Regions from separate parts of the Sus scrofa genome. Here regions 2 and 3 are each linked to region 1. Evidence: chromatin contacts called from public HiChIP or PLAC-seq data. All regions are on one chromosome and are shown on one strand. Each heading gives the region's core, a stretch centred on a gene start, on an enhancer-like site or on the middle of the called end of the contact. The rest is flanking DNA. Distances are from core to core; before and after follow the strand shown. Region 1 has its middle 260 kb from the start of CLINT1. Region 2 overlaps LOC106506547 (a long non-coding RNA gene). Region 3 overlaps LOC106506547 (a long non-coding RNA gene).

Region 1 (2,816 bases), core at 173-2,672:
AATGGTGACACATCCTCAAGCTGAGGAGAAAGGCCTGGAATCGATTCTTCCCTCGTGGCCTTCAGAAGAAAGTCACTACCTTTATTTATTTATTTATTTATTTTTAAGGGCCACACCCATGGCACATGGAAGTTCCCAGGCTAGGGATAGAATCGGGGCTGTAGCCACTGGCCTGCACCACAGCCATAGCAATGCCAGATTTGAGCTGTGTCTGCAACCTATACCACAGCTCGTGACAGTGCCGGATCCTTAACCCACTGAGTGATGACAGGGATCGAACCCGCAACCTCATGGTTCCCAGTCGGATTCGTTTCCACTGTGCCACGACGGGAACTCCAGAAAGTCACCACCATGATCTTGGACTTCTAGCCTCCAGAAGTATAAGAAAAGAGATCTCTCATTGCTGAAGGCACCCACTGTGCCTATGGCAGTCCTAGGAGGCTTGTATACCATCCCTTGCCTCCATGGAGTCTTGCCAGGAGAGAAGCAAACAAAAATATAAAATAATCAGAGAATTCACTTTGGCTGTAAAGACCTGGTGGGTCTCATTGTCCTTATTGTCAAGGACCCAGGAAAGTAGAACTTGGAGAGCTATTGCCCTAATTCTATGGCCTTGAATGAGTCCTTAAACTTCTCTGGACCCCATATCCTAATCCATGGAGTGAGACATTTAGATTGGAGCAGAAGTCTTCAAAATACTTCTTAAGCTTCAAAATAGAAGCTTATTGAAACAAAATTTTCAAGAAGTAAAACCTGGATAAGCATAAAACTGTTTGGATAGAGGTAGAAAGTGGGGGTGTTGGGACTGTCTTCTCTCCTTTATTCCCCGGACCCTTAGCACAGCTAGGTTTACAAAGACCCCATCCCAGATCAGAGGTTTTGCAAACTCAGGGGTCTAACATCTGAGTTCATTGGACTATGATGCTCTGCAGAGAGGAGCTGTCTCTTACTTAACTTAGCATAGTGCCAGGTACACAGCAGGCACTCAGTAACTGTGAAAGGGAGGAAGGGGATGAAATGATTGAAAAAGGAAAGAGAAGCAAATATTGCTGCGGAGTTCCAGAGGGCACCTGAGCCATTCAGATATTTTTAAGATGTTCTTTTTTGTTTTTCTTTAGAAAAGTCACCTGAAGCTCCCTAGCATCAGGCAGTCTGTGGGTTCTAGAACTTTTTTGCCTTTTCGATAAACTAAGGCCGCAAACTGAAACTCAGTCACGCCTGGAGAAATAGAGGTGGTTGGAAATGGACAAATCTCCAACAAGGCCAAATTGTTAAATCACTATTTCAGACTAAATGGGGTTTGACTGGCCAACAGTTAAAAACAGGGAAGCTGGGAACTGGTTGGGAGACTAGTTTGTTTCCAGGCTCCATGGTCAGGGTTTGGCATTTCACCTGCTAGATGGCGCTGTCCTCTAAGGAAAGACGCCCGCTATGCTCCAGTGGGGCTCAGTCAAGGAAACAGGAACGACTGAAGTTGAAAAGAACTGAGGGGCAAGAGGCAGAGGGGATGGAGCACAGCCCTTTCCTCAGCAGCAGTATCTCCTTTGTGCTGGTTTTGGTTCCCTTTATAGATCTTATTTTTTGTTTCATACACCACATGTGAAAATTCACAGGGCCTTTTGCTCTGAACAGATGTGAGTAAGAAGTGTGTGTGTGTGTGTGTGGGTGTGTGTGTGTGTGTGTGTTGTGAAGGAGCAGGGCAGGTCACTGAGGTCCCACCCCAAGGCTACAACTTACAAATGTCTCAGCCCTGGTCTCAGCCCTGGTCTTTGGCCTTGACTTAAACGAGATCAGTGGGAAAAGGAAACGGTCCTTTCTCCATGCTGCCTGCCAAGCGGGATGCCTCAGACTTCTCATGGCTTTATTCTAAAGCCTTCTAGCTCAGCTCCAAGCTGCACGGCGAAATTGCTTATAGGGACCAAGACCCCCTTTCTCTGGGCAATGTTAATATTAGACTGACATGCTGGCTCTGGGTCTGCATGTGAAATCAGGGATGCAGCCTGCAACTACTCCCACTCTATCAGCAGCCAGAAGGAAGGAAAACAAAGATAAGGTTAGGGGGATGGAAACCGGGAGAGGGGACCTAGGAGGAGGGATGGGAGGGCTGAGGAAAGACAGGAGACAAAGGAACAAAGAACAGAGGTGAAGGGTGAAGGGGATGGGGAGGGTGAGAGGGGCGCATGGGACCAGGTGTCCAGAGGGAAAGGAAAGGGCCGTGCAGGGAAGCCATGGTGGAGGAGAGAGGATGGACCAGCGGGGGAACAAGAAGACCAGGAAGCCAGAGTGGTGCTTTCAAGTCGGTGCTAATGCCGGGAAACTTAAAAGGCAGGGGAAGGAGGCTCTGCCAGGCAAACAGGAAAACAGAGGGAGAGGAAGTCTAGTAATTAGAGAAAACCTGACCAAAAGGAGAGGAAAACCTCTGTGATGGAGAGGTGGCAGAAAAGCAAGGCAGGAGATTGAGATCATGGCTAGCAAGCTTTGAAGCAGGAGGGTTGAAGCAAGGGAGGCAGAGAGCAGAGCTGGGAAGGAAAAAAAGAAAAAAGAAAAAAGGAGAAGGAACGAGCAAAACACAATGCACTAGACAGCAAGGGAACAGGGAGAGAACCATTGAAAGAATGCTTACCTTAGAGCCGTAAAAACCGGAACGTGTGTATTTTGGCCTGTGGCCATTGTCCAGGAAACACAGTGTGGCTTTTAAGCAAATTGTGGAGAGGTTGTGTCCACACGTTAGTAGCTTGCCCTGGTCTGCTGGTTGGAAATGCAGCTGCTCTGAGCTGCCCACTTGTTGGCTGGCAGCCTGCTATTGGGAACATCAG
Region 2 (2,749 bases), core at 204-2,703, 290 kb after region 1:
TCTTCTCCCTTGTTATTAAGTATTTTTCACAACATCCAGAACACCTACATATAATACTCCCACCTTCCTGGAAGTTAGAATTTTGTTTGAGATCACAGGGCTGAGTTAGAAAAGAGTACCCTGATTCCAGGGATCCAGAGTGAAAGGGGCCTCTTCTCCTTTACAGATATGATTCACTGTAGTAAACAAAGATTGTTTTCTGCTGAATCTAAACATCCATCTCTGCCTCTGAAGCATTATTCTGATCCAAGAATCATGTCACAGGTGGAGACTTGTCCCTGGGAAAGTAAGTCTCTGCTGACATACAAATGTAATCAGTAATAAAGAAAGATGGGGAAGCCACGTGATCCAGGAAGTTGCTCCTGTTCCTATCAGATCTGCTTTTCAGTTGCAAAAACAAGTTAGCTCGATTATTCTTCTCTCTTCTGTGAAATCCTTTTCTTAATTTTACCAGGGTCCAGAAAGCGACATGAGACCCTGGCGAAGGCTTTAGAGAATGATCGTTTCTGGATTCTGCCGCAAACTCCAAATGCCACTTCCTGGTTCAGAAGCAAGAGGCTTGGGAGAAAATGAGTTTAAGCTCATAAAAACACTCAAAGGGCACACTGGTCATCAAACAGCTCTGAGCAAACTGCATTTACAAATGAATCTGAAAACATGTGGATTCAATTTTCTTTGAAATGCCCAGAGGTTAAAAAATTAAGGGGAGAATGTTTGGCAGACAGAGCCTGGGGTTTGGCTATGTGCACAAATTTCTGAAAAATAAATTGATTGTTTTGCCAGAGAGAAAGTATTACCTGGTCCCCCTTCTCAATCACATCTCTAACTTAATTATCAGTGGCCCCATTTCTCATTGTGCTTGCAAAGTGGACAAGAGGGTTGAGTTCATTTAAGAGAAAGCAAGTTTTACTCATTTGCAGGGTGGCCTTCTGCGTGGCCGACTCAGACCCTCAGTACTGTCGTGGGTTTCAACCCAGTGACAAGGTCGGGAGAAAACGGTCTGCAGGCAAAATCGTTTCCCCTCTGCCTCTTGCCTCCCATCATCCTCCACTCATCAAGTTTTACCCCACTTTTTTTCCTTCTGCCCCCCCCAAATAATACCTTTTTTATGACCAAATAAACACAGGCAAATGTGGAACTGTTTTAGAGCAAATCCAAACTGTTTTAAAAGATCATGAAAATAGAGTGGGTGGGGAAAAACTCCATCTGTGAAAAAGCAGTGATTAGCCTTAAAACAATGTGAGGCCAACAGCACAGAGTCCCATTACGAGATGATGTGTGGTGCCTGTAAGTGGCTGTTCCTGGTCTCTGAGGTAGCACAGCTGTCACGTGGTTCTGTTGTTGCCATGGCGATAATCTGTAATTGTGCAGAAAATCCACAGAACTCCTGAGCAACTCCTTAGTGGATTGGGCTGAAAGAAAATCAAATCCATGAAAGCCCTGAATTGATGGGGTTATGAAAGCGCATTGGCCAAGCTGGTCCAGTGGAAGCCGACCTGATTTTGTGGATTTCCTTCCCCTGGCCCCTGTCTAGCTTGGGTGAACTCCATCTTTATGTATATCTTTCACACTTGCGTGTTTGTAACTAGTGAGAGGTATAAATCCTGGTCAGCTGGGGAAACGCTTCAGCTCCTTAGAATTCTGAGCACACAGTTTGGAATCTTCAGGATGGGAATACTAGCACTGAGGACCAAGGCCTGATTTGTACACATAGGTGAAAAAAGATCAGAGGGTCCACAGGGCCGGGTGGGTCTTTCTTCTCCAGCAATGGCACCAAGAACACATCCTGGGCAGGAGACTAGAACAGCGAGGGTGTGTTGTTCCTGGGGTAACTTGGCAACCGAGTACACACACATGCACAGCACACCCATCTGAAGACGTGCCAAGGCTCGCCTGCTTTAAGGCAAAGCTAATACAAACCATTCCCCAAATACAGCCGGGAAACAGAGGGTAGGTAGCAGTTCTCTCTCCTGCTCTAGATGCTGCCTGACATTTATGCATGTATCAGCCATCAACTCCAAATGGTTGAGGCCATGAGTGAGTGTGGGGGCCCCTGACAGAAAATTGAGCAGGAAGAGGAGCCAGACAAATCGCTCTCATGTTCCAAACTTCATTGAGAATCCCATGGGAATGTAGCTTTCGAGGAGATCCCATGAGAACATCTGGGATGAAGATGCTCACGCCAGGCCCTAAACCCAGACTCATTAGTAATAATGCTTCGTTTTTTGCTCATTTATTTATTTATCCTCTCATATACCACAAGTATGATTTGCATTCCTTTTGCCCATTTTCCTAGTGGGAGCAGGAAAAGGAAGATCGAGAACGAGCATGAAGCTGTATACCGGGTGCTTTCTCTTAGACACCCTCTCATTTGAGGTTAATTCATGGCAGGCAACCCTTGCCTTAATTTAGGCAGAAAGGAATGTAACATAGGAGAAAGGAGGGCTCATGGATTTGGAGAAAGTTTTGAGAATCAGGGTAGGAATCAGATAAGAATCTTACAGCTTTAGGATCTGTGTAGCAAGAAAGAATATGAACAGTCTGCTCCGAGTTTATTACTAGAATATGTAGCTATTTGTCATCTTTCTCAAGATTCAAAGTCTTGGTGGGGTGAAAGGTCAACAGGCCTAATTTGGACCCTGAACTTAATCGCCTCTTTGAAAGGCTGACATGAGAGAGGAAGACGGGAGATGGTTGCCCTTAAATTAGAGTCTCATCGGGATCCCATGAAGTGGATGAGAGGGGATTT
Region 3 (2,700 bases), core at 171-2,670, 320 kb after region 1:
TTTCTTGGAGAATATATGTATTGACAGCGGGTAGCACAGGAGCTGGTGCATGGCAAGTGCTCAGTAGTATCTATTGAATGGATGAGGTGCTGCTGGATTGACAGGTCTCTCTGCAGCAGCATCAGGACAGACCAAACCAGTCTCCTGCAGGAATCCTTCCTAAGCCACTCGTTTCTCTACAGTCACCCAAGAAGCTGGGGTGTGGCTCTCTTTTAATACCATGTCATTCTACTTTTCAAAGACAATTGTGATTCTATCAATCTGTCCAGCAAGCACAGTAGACTTTGAGCTCTCAGAGAGGAATTTTTCTGATTGGTTGCTTTTAACAAACAAGCGCTCAATAAATTTATTTTTAAACGAGTGAAAAAAAAAAAAAAGAAAAAATGATAATAACCTTGTACGAGGGCACAGCACTTCAAGGTTTTCCCAAGTTTTTTTCCGGATGTTGCTTTATTGATACTATAACATCCTGTGAGTAGGCAGAATAGAACAATTACTCTTCTAAACAGCTAAAACAGTGCCTGGCAAGTTGAGGACATAAACTGTTTTGTTGATTTAATTATTAGTTAATCATCCCATTTCACAGAAGAAGAAACACGCCTATAGAATTTACCCAGTACCATTGAGTTTCTGTTGGTATCATGTCCATTTACACTATGTTACCTCTGTTAATAGTTCCTCAACTTTTAAAAATGCTTTGTTGTATATCCTTTCATTTATCCCCATAACATCTTTACTGAATGGGCAAGTATTTTTACTCATGTTGTAAGGAGTCCTAAGACTATGACACAGAAAGTTTTAGTAACATGCTTGAAGGGTATACAGGGACTTGAGAGAAAAGCTGGTATTAAAATTTACATTGTTTAAGGATTCCAAGGTTAAACTGTACATTGTATATGATTACACAGTGTTTTACTTACTTACTCATTCCTTCAGAGGGAGAGAGGATCACAACAGCTAAGGGAAAGCATTGCACCATGGCACACTCAAAAATATCTCCCAAATATTGTCATAAATCCCTCAAGCTTGTTTCTTTCACTTGAAACACCTTAAAACCTGCTGGTGATCAGAATTCGTACTTTGCCACTTAAGTCTGCTAAAGATTGGAGTTGAAGTTTCAAATATAAAATTACAGGAAATTACCTCCTTGCTCTTTTGTGAGTGGAATTTTGATTTTTTAATCATCTGAGAAGGTGCTAGTTTTCCATGAATGTGGAAATTCCATGATTTTTCTTTTCCTTGGACTCTAACATTTCAAAATGGCCACAAGACTCCTGGAGGAATTATGAAAAGGATACAGAATTAAGCATGATGACTTTTAAATTTATGTTGTAAAATCCAATGTTATTCCCAGCACAGTGCCTCATTTCCGATGAGAAGTGTGCTGCCAGCTTCCCACTTTTTCTACGGACGATATCACCACTCATTTTATTAAAGCCACCAGACACTCATGGAAACATGCATGATGTCGTTTTCTAATGTGCGGGAAAAGAATGTTGGAAGTGGGAGCTAGTTAACATTTCTTAAACATGTTTTTTTTATTCTTGCCTTTCCCTTTTGACCTTCCTGAGGATGCATGTGGGTGTTAAATTGTTACCAAAGGGAGGAGCCGTTGTAACTACAACGGGATCCACACACACAAAGACACACTTTCCCACACACAGGACTTGGCTCTATTACGCTTTAATGGAATGCTGAATGGAAAAGATGCAGGGTGTTTTTGATCTGTACAGAAATCCAGCCAGTAGAGCGTCCATCATTTTCTTTTTTACAGCAGCCAGATTAACATTTGGGTTGGAAGACAGTGTGTGAGGGGAGGGAGTGTGACTGGCAAATATTTTTCCTCTCTTTTAAATCTTATAAACATAATGTATTCTGTTTATAAACATTTAACTAATAAAGAAGAATGTAAAATGAAAAGTAGAAGTCTCCCCTTTCCCCATCTCATCGACTTCCTAAGTATAACCCATTAAATAGATTGACGTTTATGTAGAATTTTTTTCTAATTGAAGAACCACTGATTGAAATTCTGCAGTTTGTGTTAGTCAATCTCATTTGTGGGTGAGCGTTTGGTACGAAAATATATATCTTATGTACATAACGATCCTGTATCTTGCTTTTGTTCATTTAAAAGTGTTTTCTGGGTGCATTTCTGTCAGAGTGAAATTCCAGACTTAGCCCATTCTTTTGCTTTTAGTGGTTTTTTTGTTTGTTTGTTTGTTTGTTTTTTTTGTTTTTTTTGTTTTTTTTTTTTAACAGCCACACCTGCAGCATGTAGAAGTTCCTGGGCTAGAGGTTTGAATCAGAGCTACAGCTGGGGCCTACCCTACAGCTACAGCAACACTGGATCTGAGCTGCATCTGTGACCTACACTGCAGCTGTGGCAACACCATATCCTTAATGTACTGAGGGAGGCCAGGGATTGACCTGCTTCCTCACAGAGATAACCTCACGTCTTTAACCCAGTGAGCCTCAACAGGAACTCCACAGGCCATTCTTTTAAAGGGTTTCATTGTATTGGCTGTGCCTTATTCTTATTCTTATTATTTGTCTTTTGTCTTTCTAGGGCCACACCGAGGCATATAGAGGTTCCCAGGCTAGGGAACGATTCTGAGCTGTAGCTTACAGCCTATACCACAGCCACAGCCGCAGCCACAACAATGTGGGATCCGAGCCACATCTGTGACCTACACCACAGCT

Evidence for each region. HiChIP or PLAC-seq counts read pairs in DNA pulled down with a chosen protein or histone mark.
Region 2: an H3K27ac HiChIP or PLAC-seq map of skeletal muscle shows a contact between it and region 1. The contact joins two enhancer-like sites. A contact is called at or near these places in 3 of 47 Hi-C or Micro-C datasets (embryonic fibroblasts, epiblast stem cells and omental adipose tissue) and 1 of 2 datasets of contacts at active chromatin or transcription factors (skeletal muscle).
Region 3: a contact with region 1 is called in an H3K27ac HiChIP or PLAC-seq map of skeletal muscle, with 19 times the contacts expected there. The contact joins two enhancer-like sites. A contact is called at or near these places in 2 of 47 Hi-C or Micro-C datasets (heart right ventricle and skeletal muscle) and 1 of 2 datasets of contacts at active chromatin or transcription factors (skeletal muscle).

The regions. Positions count from the first base shown.
Region 1 is chr16:65,235,602-65,238,417 of Sscrofa11.1, reverse strand. No RefSeq gene overlaps it. Among named protein-coding and RNA genes, the nearest start is that of CLINT1, 260 kb to the left of the region's middle. Within about 2 kb of position 1,422, at least 12 of the 83 cell types and tissues checked have an H3K27ac peak or open chromatin away from gene starts, as enhancers often do. A contact at or near this core is called in skeletal muscle, where this site is marked.
Region 2 is chr16:64,949,350-64,952,098 of Sscrofa11.1, reverse strand. All of the region lies in intron 4 of LOC106506547 (a long non-coding RNA gene), which reads left to right. Among named protein-coding and RNA genes, the nearest start is that of CLINT1, 550 kb to the left of the region's middle. Within about 2 kb of position 1,453, at least 21 of the 83 cell types and tissues checked have an H3K27ac peak or open chromatin away from gene starts, as enhancers often do. A contact at or near this core is called in skeletal muscle, where this site is marked.
Region 3 is chr16:64,911,536-64,914,235 of Sscrofa11.1, reverse strand. The region is part of intron 4 of LOC106506547 (a long non-coding RNA gene); the gene reads left to right. Among named protein-coding and RNA genes, the nearest start is that of EBF1, 550 kb to the right of the region's middle. Within about 2 kb of position 1,420, at least 6 of the 83 cell types and tissues checked have an H3K27ac peak or open chromatin away from gene starts, as enhancers often do. A contact at or near this core is called in skeletal muscle, where this site is marked.